Regions from separate parts of the Sus scrofa genome. Here all the other regions are linked to region 3. A link is a contact called in public Hi-C and targeted proximity ligation data. All regions are on one chromosome and are shown on one strand. The core of a region is the stretch at or near the end of the contact, and the rest is flanking DNA. Distances in the headings are between cores, read along the strand shown. Region 1 has its middle 130 kb from the start of TRIB1. Region 2 overlaps NSMCE2 (E3 SUMO-protein ligase NSE2). Region 3 holds the start of TRIB1 (tribbles homolog 1).

Region 1 (3,650 bases), core at 292-2,791, 130 kb after region 3:
TTGACCTAACGCATCATGTCATTCATCAGCCTCCTTCCGCCAAGGGGAAAAAGCTGAAGTTGGGGAGGGGACGGGCTAAGAATTACTGGGCTTCTGTTGTATGCCGATCACTGAGACAGTAAGAGAGGAGTTTGGCATATATTTTCTCATCTCCTGAAAAGGAAGCGGCATTACCTCCAAATAACAATCACTCATTTAATAAATATTTAGTGAGTGGTTATTATGTACTAGGTATTGCTCTTGGAACTAGAACAGGTGAGAAAACAGAGTGGTGATACGGTTTTCTCAAAGTCACCCAGCTCCTATGTGGCAGATCAAGATAAGAGCCCATCTTTTCTGAAGCTTATTCCATGGTTGTTTTCATTCCGAAATGCTGCACAGACACAGACACAGACACAGACACAGACACAGACACAGATACACAGATATGCACACACATATATACACACACACAGACACATCTGCATTCACATGCACATACCTGCACACACACACACCAACATACACACTCACACACCAGGCAATGTACCCAAACTCACACATGCACTCATGCTCACATACAAACACACACACACACATGCACAGACAAATACACCCACAGTTGTGTGTGCACACACCCCCACACCCCCATTTTTGCACGCCCAGATACCTATATACTTGCACATATATTCACACACACCATTTCATTCATTGGGAAGGATTTTTTTTAAGCTGCTGGAATTCATGCATCTTTCGTATCAGTAATATTGCAGCTGCCCTAATCCCCTGAAACCTCTTCCCTGCCCCATCCTTGGCCTCTCTGCTGCCAGTTACAAGCTCGAGTTCAAGTTGAGACCTGGGTGTCCCCAGCCCAGCACCCCCTCCCCTGCTCTCTCACGCATGTGCCAAGCGCCCAGGAAGCCCTCTTCCAAGTGTTTCATCGCGCCTCGGGGCGGGGAGCCATCCATCTTGGTTTCAACATTTTGCTTCCACCTGGCATTTTCTTTGCCAGCAAGTAGGTGAAGTAACTCACTCTAATGCTGGCGGCACTGAGAGAGGGGAGCTGTGCTCTGCTCTGTGGGGTGTTGGTGGGGACATTGCCAGTCTGTCCCATGGTCCTTCGTGATCACCCAGGAGGCAGGCTGGGGTGCTGGGTTTTAGCTTCGCTCATCAGAGGAAGCAATTCAAACTCTTCAGAATATTTCATCATCCAGGCAGCGCCAGGTGGGGGTGGTAGAATTTGAGAAACTTTGGCAACTCCCGTATCTCAGTGCTCGAGGAGTGCCAAGAGAGTCACCTTACACAACTCCTCCGTTTTCCTATGTGTCAGGGTCTCTCTCTGTATATATCTAAGGTACCTTTGCCTTTCCCATTACAGGATCTCGAAAGTGTGCTTAGGGACGCCAAGTACTCATGGAAACCTTTGGACTCAAGGTCTAGCATTGACCCTCTTCCTGGCCATGTTGCCCAATTGGATGCGTTTGCTAGAGGCAGGTTGTTGGGTTCAAACATTCATAAAAAACAATTCCCAGGCATAGTCTGTAGACAGCCAGGGAATGGTTTAGCAACATGCACTTTGCCTGGGATGAGCTCACTGTAACAAACACACACACGCATACACACACACACTGGGGAAGGTAAAATGGTAAGATGGAAACAGGAGATGCAGAGGAGATGGTGCCGAGCACGTGAACACCGCCCAGTGAGAGAGGGAACCAGGTGCCCAGGTGCCTCATGGGCGTGGGCCAGACTCTGGGATGGTGCATGATAAAGACGTGGAAGTCTGGAGGTGGCGTTTGTCTTATATGGTGATGACTTATGATTAGGTCTTATGTTGTAACTAGACCATACACCCCAGCACTCAGGGATCGGGGCTGAAGCACCGTTTCCCTCTCCTGTACCACCTAACTCACATCCCAGTGGGTAGAGAGAGTTCCGTCCGTGCGAGGAAGGAGCAGCTGCATGGATCTGATGCTTATTCATGTTCACCTCCCTTGACAGTGAGTCAACCCTTCTGGTGGCTGAGCGTGTGCATCCCTCACGTCCCTTAGCAAGGCCCTCTGTGTGGCCCAGTGGCAGGCCTGGGGGAGCTGCCTTGGCGGGGGAGGTGAGATTTACACACAGAGCCAGGTGCCGTCCTCACGTGCAGGGGACTTACTGAAGCTGCATCCTTTCAGATGACGCGTCCTATGGTGCTGTGATGAGGAGTGTCCCCTGTGTCACAGATGCCCAGGGAGACCTCTCAGAGCACGTAGGATGAGGTGGAGACTTGCGGGTAAGAAGAGGGGAGGCTGGTCCAGGGAAGGGGAAGGCCAGGAGCCAGAGTGCAGCTTGGGATACACACACAGCTTCCATTGCTCCTTCTCTTTCTTGTTTACTCGTTCATTCACCCAAAAAATACTTTTCAGAGCCCTGCTCTGTGCCAGGTACTGTTCCAGCCTTGGGGAGCAGAGCAAGTCCGGTTCACAAAGTTGTGCGGGAGCCAGATAAGGAACAAGTATGACAAGTGAGAAATGCATTAGCTGGAAAAGGACCCAGGGTCACGGGAGTGCTGAACAGCCAGGAGGCAGGAGGAGGCTCGGTGGGCAGAATCTTGAAGGATGAGGGGCATCAGCCTGGAGGTGGAATCGGGAGTTTGGGAGAAATGGCAAGAAGCACCCCAAGCATGAACCCCCCGGGAACAGAAAGAGGCCAGCCCTTGCAAGACTCCGGCGGTCCTGGGTGGCGAAGCCAGAGTGGAAGAAGTCCGGGGTGGGGGTGAGGGTAAGGGAGGGAGCGGCACAGGGTGGGAAGGTGAGAAGGAGGGGTGGGCGTGCCCAGGAGAAGGCCACACAGAACCTTCTGGGCTGTGGTAGGCTTTTGGACTCTCTAGAGCCGTCTAAGCAAGAGCCGCTGTTGACTTGAACTGGAGTCAGGTGGCTTAGAGCCAGAGGGGACAGCTGGGCGAATGAGTCAGGAGGGTCCTACTCCCCAGATTTCTGCAAGGTGGCTTCCAGCTCTGCCCTTGTGTGACTGTGCTCTGTGCCGACCCCTGTGCTTGTGGAGGAGTCCAGGGCTCTCCCGGGAGGCCCTGCTACTCCCTGCAGCCCCCCACTCACCAGCTGCACCACCTTCCTCCCACAGGCCACTCTGTGGCCTGGGCCCTCACCCTGCTCCCCACTGGCCACCCCATCACTTTAGCCCAAGGAGCCTGCAGCTTCCTTTCCCTCTGCCTGACATCCCTGCTCTCATCCTCAGTCAAGCCTCTTATCTTTGCAATAAGAACCAGGGTCCCTCTGAGCCTGCTTCCCCTCTTACTGCCAGGGGGAAATGTCTTCAGGCGAGAAAGAGGATGATAAATAATACCACTTTCTAGGACTGTCACGAGGGGTTTCCCAAGTCACCGCTAAGAAAGCCCCTCACCCTGGCCTGGCTCGTGGTTGGTCCCTACACTCTGCCTGTCGTTACAGTCCTGGCCTAAGAGGCCTTTGATGATCGACGCCTTCTTCTGCATTCAGCCTCATTTCTCTCCCTCCCCCACCTCCCCAGCCACGTGGGACTCGGCCCCATGCCCCCCCACCAGCACACTGATTTCTTTCTTCCCAGCACATTGCTCAGCCGCTCCCTCTGCCTGCAGTGCCCTCTCTAAGCCCCGAGGCCCAGCCGTGTTTGTTTACTCTAGGGAACCATCC
Region 2 (4,178 bases), core at 1,129-3,628, 190 kb before region 3:
CATGTGTCTTCGATGGTTCTGCTCAAGAGGAGCAGACACCTCCTGATATTTTGTTTATTCAGATTTATACATATTCTGCATAATGTCAGCATGTATGTTATTAGGAAGACCTAGTTTTTTTCCCCTCATTTTTTAGATAAAACTTTAAATAAAAATTCCAAAAGTTTGCATACTGAGGTTCATGCATCCTAATTTGAAAACCTGGGCTGGAATAATGGATAGCTTGGATTTTTTTTTTTTTTTAACTGAGCAGAATAGTTAATCACTGTATATGACTGTAGCATAGATTCTGTAGGTAATGCTGAGGATTCTGACAGCTGTAAACAGACCATTTAGGGAAAAGCCCTAGCATCCATCTCATAGTCACTGTGCTATTCAAGTGTAAGAATTCCATGTGCATTTGGAATAAAAATAGCATATTCTGAAAAACTGAAATTTTTTTTTTTTTAGATCAGTCGGTTATTAGCCATGCATCTCTCACCACCAATATATTTTTTTTCTAGTATAGTTGATTTACATTGTTGTGTTAGTTTCAGGTATATAGCAAAGTGATTGAGTTATATGTGTGTGTGTGTGTGTGTGTGTGTATACACATATAAATACATGTTTTCTAGATTCTTTTCCATTATAGGCTATTACAAGATACTGAATATAGTTCCCTGTGCTATACAGTAAGTCCTTGTTTGTTTTATATATAATAGTATGTATCTGTTAATCCCCAAATCCTGGTTTATCCCTCTCCCACCCCCTTTCCCCTTTGGTAGCCATAAGTTTGTTTTCTATGTCTGTGAGTCTGTTTCTGTTTTGTAAATAAGTTTATTTGTATCTTTTTTTAGAGTCTACATATAAGTGATATCATATGATATTCGGCTTTGACTTACTTTACTTAGTGTGATAATCTTTAGGTCCATCCATGTTGCTGCAAATAGCACTATTTCATTCTTTTTTGTGGCTGAACTGTATTCTCTTGTATATGTACACCCCACTTTTGTCATCCATTCATCTATAAATGGACACTTAGGTTGCTTCCATGTCTTGGCTTGTAAATTGTGCTGCTGTGAACATTGGGGTGCATGTATCTTTTCAAATTAGAACAGGCATTATTTTTTAAACACCTGTTGAGTGTTCACATTACCAGGCTAACTGTTCACTATACTTGATACTGTGCAATGATTCTATTTGGTATCTATAGCCCACATTTCCTGCTGTTTTTGCTAGATACTTTTTAAAGCACTTTACTTCCCTGTGGCCGCACTATCAGAGAAACATGGGTCGTTGTGACTCTTAACACAGAGCCACATAAAATCCGTGAACAACAGTCCACTAGAGTTTCACGGCACAAACTTTTAAATGAATCATTAATAGTATCCTCTCTATGTCGTTGCTCTTTGGGGTCTGGAGGGGCGGATAGACAGAAGGAGTTGAAAGAATAGCCTAAGATGCATTTCGTGTTTGCAGTGTTCCAAAGCCTGGATATAAATAATAGATGAGCATTTCTACTTAACTTATCTGGCTAGATTCCTGTGCCTAATGGCTGCATATATACCATAAACAGTGTGAAGAAGCAGCCATGGAAACACTTGTTTTCTTGTTGGGCTAAATTTACTCTGGGTTGAATATTAACACAGTGCCTGGCAGTACTTTAAAAGCAAAAATAGCTTAAGCGTGACTCACTCTGAGTCATTTACTGCTAGTGTGGCTATACTGCCTAGAGCTTGACATTGAACAAGTTGGCAGCCTGTATTGCTACATTTTTTCTAGGAACTCTGAACACATTTCATTCTTGTGAATTCGCTTGTGCAAGATATTAAATAGAGTAATATGTTTATTTTGTTTCAAAGTCAAATGAATTTGAGAATGGTGAAACTAAAGTATTTTTCTTGGGCTTTCTGGAAAAGCCAGATTCTCAGAATTCTGCTGTGGTTAAAAGACTTTATTTTATAAAGAATTAATAAAATGTCATGGAGCTTATGTTTTTAGATGCCTACATTTTTCTGATTGAAAACCTCAGATTGCCCTGAAAATCATCACAAAAAGCAAGCCTAGGTCGTACCACCATGTAGATTCATTAATTTTCTGACATTACCTGAGTTAGATGGATTGTGTCATTCAGGACACTCTTTCTTTTACTTTTCCTTACTTCTTCTTTAAAAAAAAAAAAAAAAAAAAAAAAAACCAACAAAAAACCACGATGAGGCATGCAGTGAAGCCTGCCTTATAGTTTAGTCGGGTATGTGACTGTAAACTTCTCTCTTGGTATTAAAGGTTATATAATGGGAAGTTCATTGGTTTTTGAAAGGCGGACCAAACCCACCCACGGGATTTCTATTGGCCCTTTAAATGTATTGCGTGCCTTTCCCTGGGCAACCCGCGTGGTTGAGGAAGGAGGGAGTTGCTGGTTGGCTGACTGCGGGAAAGCCTCTGAAGGTTCAGTTGCTCTCATGTGGGCTCGGGTCAGGAACGGCTGGGAATCTAAAACGATATCGATGAAGATGGTTTTCCCTTGATGTTGCAATCTTTACCATGTTTTTGTGTTTAGTTTCTGGAGTTGCCTAACAGTATAATTTCAATCAAGGCTTAGTTTCAGCTCTTTTATTATAAACTGTGGGGAACAGGATTTTTTTTTTTTTCTCCTCCTTAAAGGCGCTATCATTTTGCCTCAGGAGTTCTATGATTTGTATAGAAAGACAGCCTGAAACCAAAATGAGCCTAAGCTAATGCTAGATGTTGTTTTGAAATTGTTTTACCATAAAATTCTTGCATTAGGAGATGTAACTCAGGCAGAGAATTTCAACATAGTTGCATAAATTGTGTTTCATATTACAACTTGTTCTCTACTTGACTTCATTGAAATTAATAAAAGGACTCTTTCAGAAGGATCTGGTGAGTTAGCATCATTGTTTAAAAAAAAAAAAAAAGGAAAGAACTTACTCATAATGTATCCTGTGTTGCTAAGTTTTCAAAGCTAGCTATCTCAGCCACACCCAGAAAGCCCTTTCAGAGGACTGAAATCCACTTACTCATTTATGCTGGCTTAGAATTTTCTTCCCAGTAAAGGAAAAAAAGTAAAAGAGCTGAGATCGAGCTGAAATTTCCCTGAGATATATGATGATTTCATGAAAAACTAACATTTGGAAATTGAGTGGCTGCCAAGTCTTGAATGTAATACATAGTTCCTTATTCTGTGGTTAAAGAGATCCTTTAAAGCAGGGCTTTCCGACTGGGGCTTTGTGGGTGCTAAAAATATCCCCAAGGTGCTTATTGTACCCGGAAGGGGTGCCATCACCCTGCCCTCCATCTAGAGGAGGGAATGCCAGTCCCGCTGTAGCCTTCCCTTGCATGCTGGTCATGTGGTCCCTTTGCTGCTCATTTTGGTGGCATATAAATGAGTTATTTGTATGGCTTCAAAATTAACTCCACAGAGTTGAGTTAACCAGCCCTTTTTGGGTTGTCAACTTTGGTGGCTTAGTCTAAATGAAGCTCAGCCTAGCCCAGTAGTCACTCTGTTATTATCAGTTACCTAGATTTGTTTTGTACACAGAATTACATTTGTTAAAACAACATAAAGACTTCACGCAGGGTCTGGCATAAAGTAGGCACTTAATAAAAGCTCGTCAAATCTGAATTTACTTATATGGCAAATATTACAACCTTATTTGATCCACAAAGCTTTCTTCCTTTCATTCATTCCCATCCTCAGACATTTATGAGCTCTTCTCATATGCCAGAAACTGAGGTATTTGAGACAAAAAAATTAGCAAACCTTCAAGAAGTACATTCTTAACTCGGAAAGGCTGATGTGCAAGTTATTAAATACATTAGTCATATGCTTTTTTTAAAGGCTAGGTACAAGGCTGTCATTACATCACAGTAGTAACATTGTTTGTTAACCACTGACAGTCATGGACCTTCTTTGATGACTTCCTGTGTAGCCTGTTCTGTTCCAGTTGCTGTGAGCTGGCTGGTGGTATTCATCCCCATTTTACAGAGGAGGCTGTTGAGGCTCAGAGAGGTCGAGCAGTTTGCCCAATTTGAATCTTTTTGATTCAAACCCAGAAAATTTGACTGCAGAGTCCATGCCCTTCACCACTACGTAAACTGCCTCTCGTTAACGGGCTTGGCTGAGGGAAAAGAAAGAACCCTTAGAAGTAGAAGAAAACGGGAGGTCAGTGCCCAGT
Region 3 (3,905 bases), core at 856-3,355:
AGGATCTGGCAGCCACACAGACGGGCTGTCTGGGGAAGGGGAATGGGGCGGGATAAAGGTCTGGAGCCACAGAAGAGGTGCGGCCATTGTCCCAAGCAGTCCCGTCTCCCTCCAGGGCTTCCCTCTGGGCAAAATGGGCTGCAAGCCAGTGGCCAAGGGAGCTTGAGACATAGTCTGCAAGGAGAGTTAGGAGGGGAGGGCAGGGGATGGCTCTGAGAGCAAGCAGATCTAGGATGGACCCAGGGACAACCCAGTGGGGGACAGGAAAAAGGCGGATTCATGAGGAAATCGCTGCTAAAGATTCTGGACCCGGGGGTGGCGATGCCTTTCTCTTCGAAGAGGCAGGAAAGGGGGTGTGCACTTCGAGGAAGATGCTGATGGTCCACGCTGAGTTTGCCATCCTAGTGCAGATGCTAAGCTGGCAGCTCAGTGGGTCTTGAATAGCTGGCACAAAATCAATGTGAAAGAGAGAAAATCAGGGCTCTCTCCCAGTTATAAGACCAAGTGCATCCTCCTCAGCCAGAATTGGAGCTCTTCTTGTTTTCCCCAAGGACTTCTGCAGGCTCAGCTCCACCTGGGCAGGCACTCTGGCCTCTAAAGTTCCCCACTTCCTTGCTCTCTTCTCCCCCCACCCCCCCCCGCAACTTCTTACAGCCCCACACATGCCCCCAGGTCAACCGCTTCTAGATGGAATCCTCCCTAACCCCTCTCTTCCCTCTGCAAATTGTAATCTGTTTTTTGAGTACCCACAAGTGCTTAAGAGCTTGAATGCTCCACCTTTTAGTAGTGATTTGATCACAGCAAGTAACTTCGTCTTTGCAGGCTTCTCCCTCTTGAAAAGGGGCAAAAAATAACCCAACGGGGTGGCTGTAAGACTGCAGTGACTATGTGTAAAGTGCTAAGAACTGTGCCTGGCATTTTACAGACCTCAATTAACGTTAGCTATTATTATTTTAATGCTCAATCTTCTAATCCCCAGCGTCTAGCTCTTACTAGATGCTTCATTAGTATTTGCTGAATGAATGGAGATTTAATATGGAAAAAATTTATCCTTGGGGCTCGACCTGGTTTTAGAAAATGAAATTTTTAGTACAAGGGCAGAAGGGATTCTGATAATAGCTATGTACGCTGGGTGTCCAGGGACTCCAAATCGACCTGGTTCTTGAAAGAAAGAAAAACGATAGATTCTAGGTTGCTTTTTCATGGAGCTTTGTGCAGCGTCTGACACACATTTCGCGCTCACCGCAATCACGTTGCACGAGTGCACGCACACGCCCTGGCAGGGCTGCCCGGGTGTAGGAAGTATCACTGTCGGTGGCAGAATGACTCCCACTCCGCTACCCGGCCACCACGGAACTGGGCTGGGCTGGCCCCGGGGCCCCAGACCCTGCAGGGCGTGTGGAGGCCGGGGAGGGGGCTAGAATCCAGCGGCGGCCACGTGGGCCCCTTCCGCCCTCTCCCCACATCCTTTGTTTCCCACCGGCCCCGGCTCAGGAAGCTCTTTCTGCGAGTCACCGCGAAGGGGCGGCCGGGGAGCCTGGAGAAGCTATTTCCGTGCAATCCCGGCGGGCGGCAGGCGCGGGAGGGGCGTGGAGGTGGAGGCAGCGCAGAAGGCCCAGTGTTTGCTTTTATTTCATCCAACAGAAGGTTCTATTTGTGGAAGCGAACAGACGCTGGGGATTAGAGCTGGGAGGGGGCAGGAAAAGGAAAAAAAAAAAAACAAAAAACCACATCCACAACCACGCATAGGTCTTCCCCGGAACTACCGCGTGGGGGTGAATGAGTGATTCTGGAATTCATCACCTTCTCTCTCTTCCTTTCCGCCGACTACCGCCGGGCCTCGCGACGCCCACGGCTCCAACCGGAGGTCCCAGGGCGCGGGGCGGTCGGTTGCGGGGGGAGATCCCCAGGGCAAAAGGCGTCACCGCGCGGCTGCAGCGAGCAGCGGGTGCAGCGAGCCTTGGTGCGCGCGCCCGCAGTCCATTGTGCTCGGTGTGAATGGGGAGCGCGCACCAATCAGCGGTCGCTTCGCCCCCCACGGCCCCACCCCTCCCGCCCACTTCCCGGGGACCCTGACGTCACGGGAACTTTTCCTCCACCCCCTCCTCCAGCTTCTAGCTTTGAGCCCGCTGCCTGCCGGAGGGCGCGCGCCGCCTCCTGCTTAGCCCAGCCCGGGGGGCGTGTGCGCGCGCCCCAGCCAGCTCGGGACACACCACCTGCGCCAGAGCGCGCGCTGCCCGGAGCATCCCAGCCCTCGGGCCACCCCCATCGCCCCCGCCGACCCAGCTCCTCCTCCCTCCTCCCAGCCTCCCCCCCCCCTCTCCGGTGACTGCTCGCCCAGCGGCAGGGCCCGAGTCGTCGCAGCCACCTCATTGCACAACCCGGCTTCCCAACTGTTTACACAGCCCGGCCTGTGAGTGTATGTGTGTATACAGCGTGAGTCACCGGGAGGCGGAGGAGGTGGAGGAAAAGGAGAAGGAGGAGTGCACTGGCCAGGATCGGTGCTGCGCACACACTCACTCACTCACACTCAGTCACTCTCTCTGAGCGCGTCTCGCTCGGGCACACTCACGCCGGGAGCCCGGAGCGCGCAGGATCCCGAGCGCCGCGGAAAAGTTGCTCCGGCTTTGGCCCCGAGACTTATTGCTTTGGGAAGTGCATTTGCTCCGTGGCTCCGCCGAGCCTGCGGAATCCTGTACTCGCTGTTTCGGACCTCGGTAAGGCCAGCCACCGCCACCTCTGCCTCCCTGACTGTCGGCAGCCTCGACAACAATAGCGGCGGCCGCCCCCTGCCAGGTGCCCGGAGCCGATACCGCGGGGGTCTGAGGACCCGAGCCGGCCTCCCACCCCGGGACGCGCAGCCACGGTGGTTCTCGCGTGTACCGCCAGCGCCGGGGAGAGGCTCCGGCTTTGCCCCCCGTGGGGGCCGAACCAAGCTCCGTCTGCAAACTCCATCCTGCGGGCTGGAATACGTCGCGGCGCCGGCGCCGACCCCGTCGCGCCTTCCCGCGCCGATCCGAGGACGTACAAAGCCGGGGCCGTCCCGGCGCCGGACGGGATGCGGGTCGGTCCCGTGCGCTCTGCTATGAGCGGCGTCTCGCAGCCCCGAGCCCCGGCCTTGCTGCTCCCGGCCGGCCGGGGCGCTCCTGCCAAACGCCTGCTGGACGCGGACGACGCGGCGGCGGTGGCGGCCAAGTGCCCACGTCTCTCCGAGTGCTCAAACCCTCCGGACTACCTCAGCCCCCCTGGCTCTCCCTGCAGCCCGCAGCCTCCGCCCGCCGCGCCCGGGGCTGGCGGCGGCTCCGGGAGCGCGCCGGGGCCCAGCCGCATCGCCGACTACCTGCTGCTGCCCCTGGCCGAGCGCGAACATGTGTCCCGGGCGCTGTGCATCCACACGGGCCGCGAGCTGCGCTGCAAGGTAGGCACCCGGAGGCCGAGGCCGAGCGGAGGTCGCGGGGTGGGGAGACACGGTGGCAGCAGAGTTATTTGGGGTTTCCTCAGACGACGCCCGGGGGCCGAAGGTGCCACCAGCGCTTGGGCTTAGGGCAAGGCGGATAAGTGTGTTTGAGTCCGGCAAGGTAGCATTGGACCGGGTTCACTATAAGGGATTGAGGGGTTCGGATGGAGTGGTATAATGGGGTCTTGGCGGTCAAGAGGAAGTGCGGTCCTCAGTTTTTTTTCTCTATGATTTCCTTAATGCCCAGTTTAGCGTGTGGCGTTCCACATAAGTTGTGGAATTGGTGGAATTGAAATGGATTCCAGGGCCATGCCTTTCCCCTTTTCTCATTCTCCTCGCTTCCCACTCCCTCCCCCCGCCCCTTGTTCTGGAGGGACGCCCTGCAGTGGGTTCCTCCTTGGAGCTTGGAGCAGCTGGCAGCTCTCTTGCTGGGGCTGCGAGGCATCCT

What was found. A called contact is a pair of places that touch in the nucleus more often than the background predicts.
Region 1: a Hi-C map of liver shows a contact between it and region 3, with 2.0 times the contacts expected there. A contact is called at or near these places in 1 of 5 promoter capture datasets (liver), 5 of 47 Hi-C or Micro-C datasets (liver and skeletal muscle) and 1 of 2 datasets of targeted methods (alveolar macrophages).
Region 2: a contact with region 3 is called in a targeted proximity ligation map of skeletal muscle. A contact is called at or near these places in 4 of 5 promoter capture datasets (fetal liver, fetal skeletal muscle, liver and 1 more), 22 of 47 Hi-C or Micro-C datasets (alveolar macrophages, blood, brain and 13 more) and 2 of 2 datasets of targeted methods (alveolar macrophages and skeletal muscle).

The regions. Positions count from the first base shown.
Region 1 is chr4:14,162,047-14,165,696 of Sscrofa11.1, reverse strand. No RefSeq gene overlaps it. Among named protein-coding and RNA genes, the nearest start is that of TRIB1, 130 kb to the left of the region's middle.
Region 2 is chr4:14,487,756-14,491,933 of Sscrofa11.1, reverse strand. The region is part of intron 4 of NSMCE2 (E3 SUMO-protein ligase NSE2); the gene reads left to right. Among named protein-coding and RNA genes, the nearest start is that of WASHC5, 110 kb to the left of the region's middle.
Region 3 is chr4:14,296,319-14,300,223 of Sscrofa11.1, reverse strand. TRIB1 (tribbles homolog 1) reads left to right here and starts at 2,105. Exons shown (of 3, transcript XM_021088927.1): 1 at 2,105-3,418. The coding sequence starts at 3,059.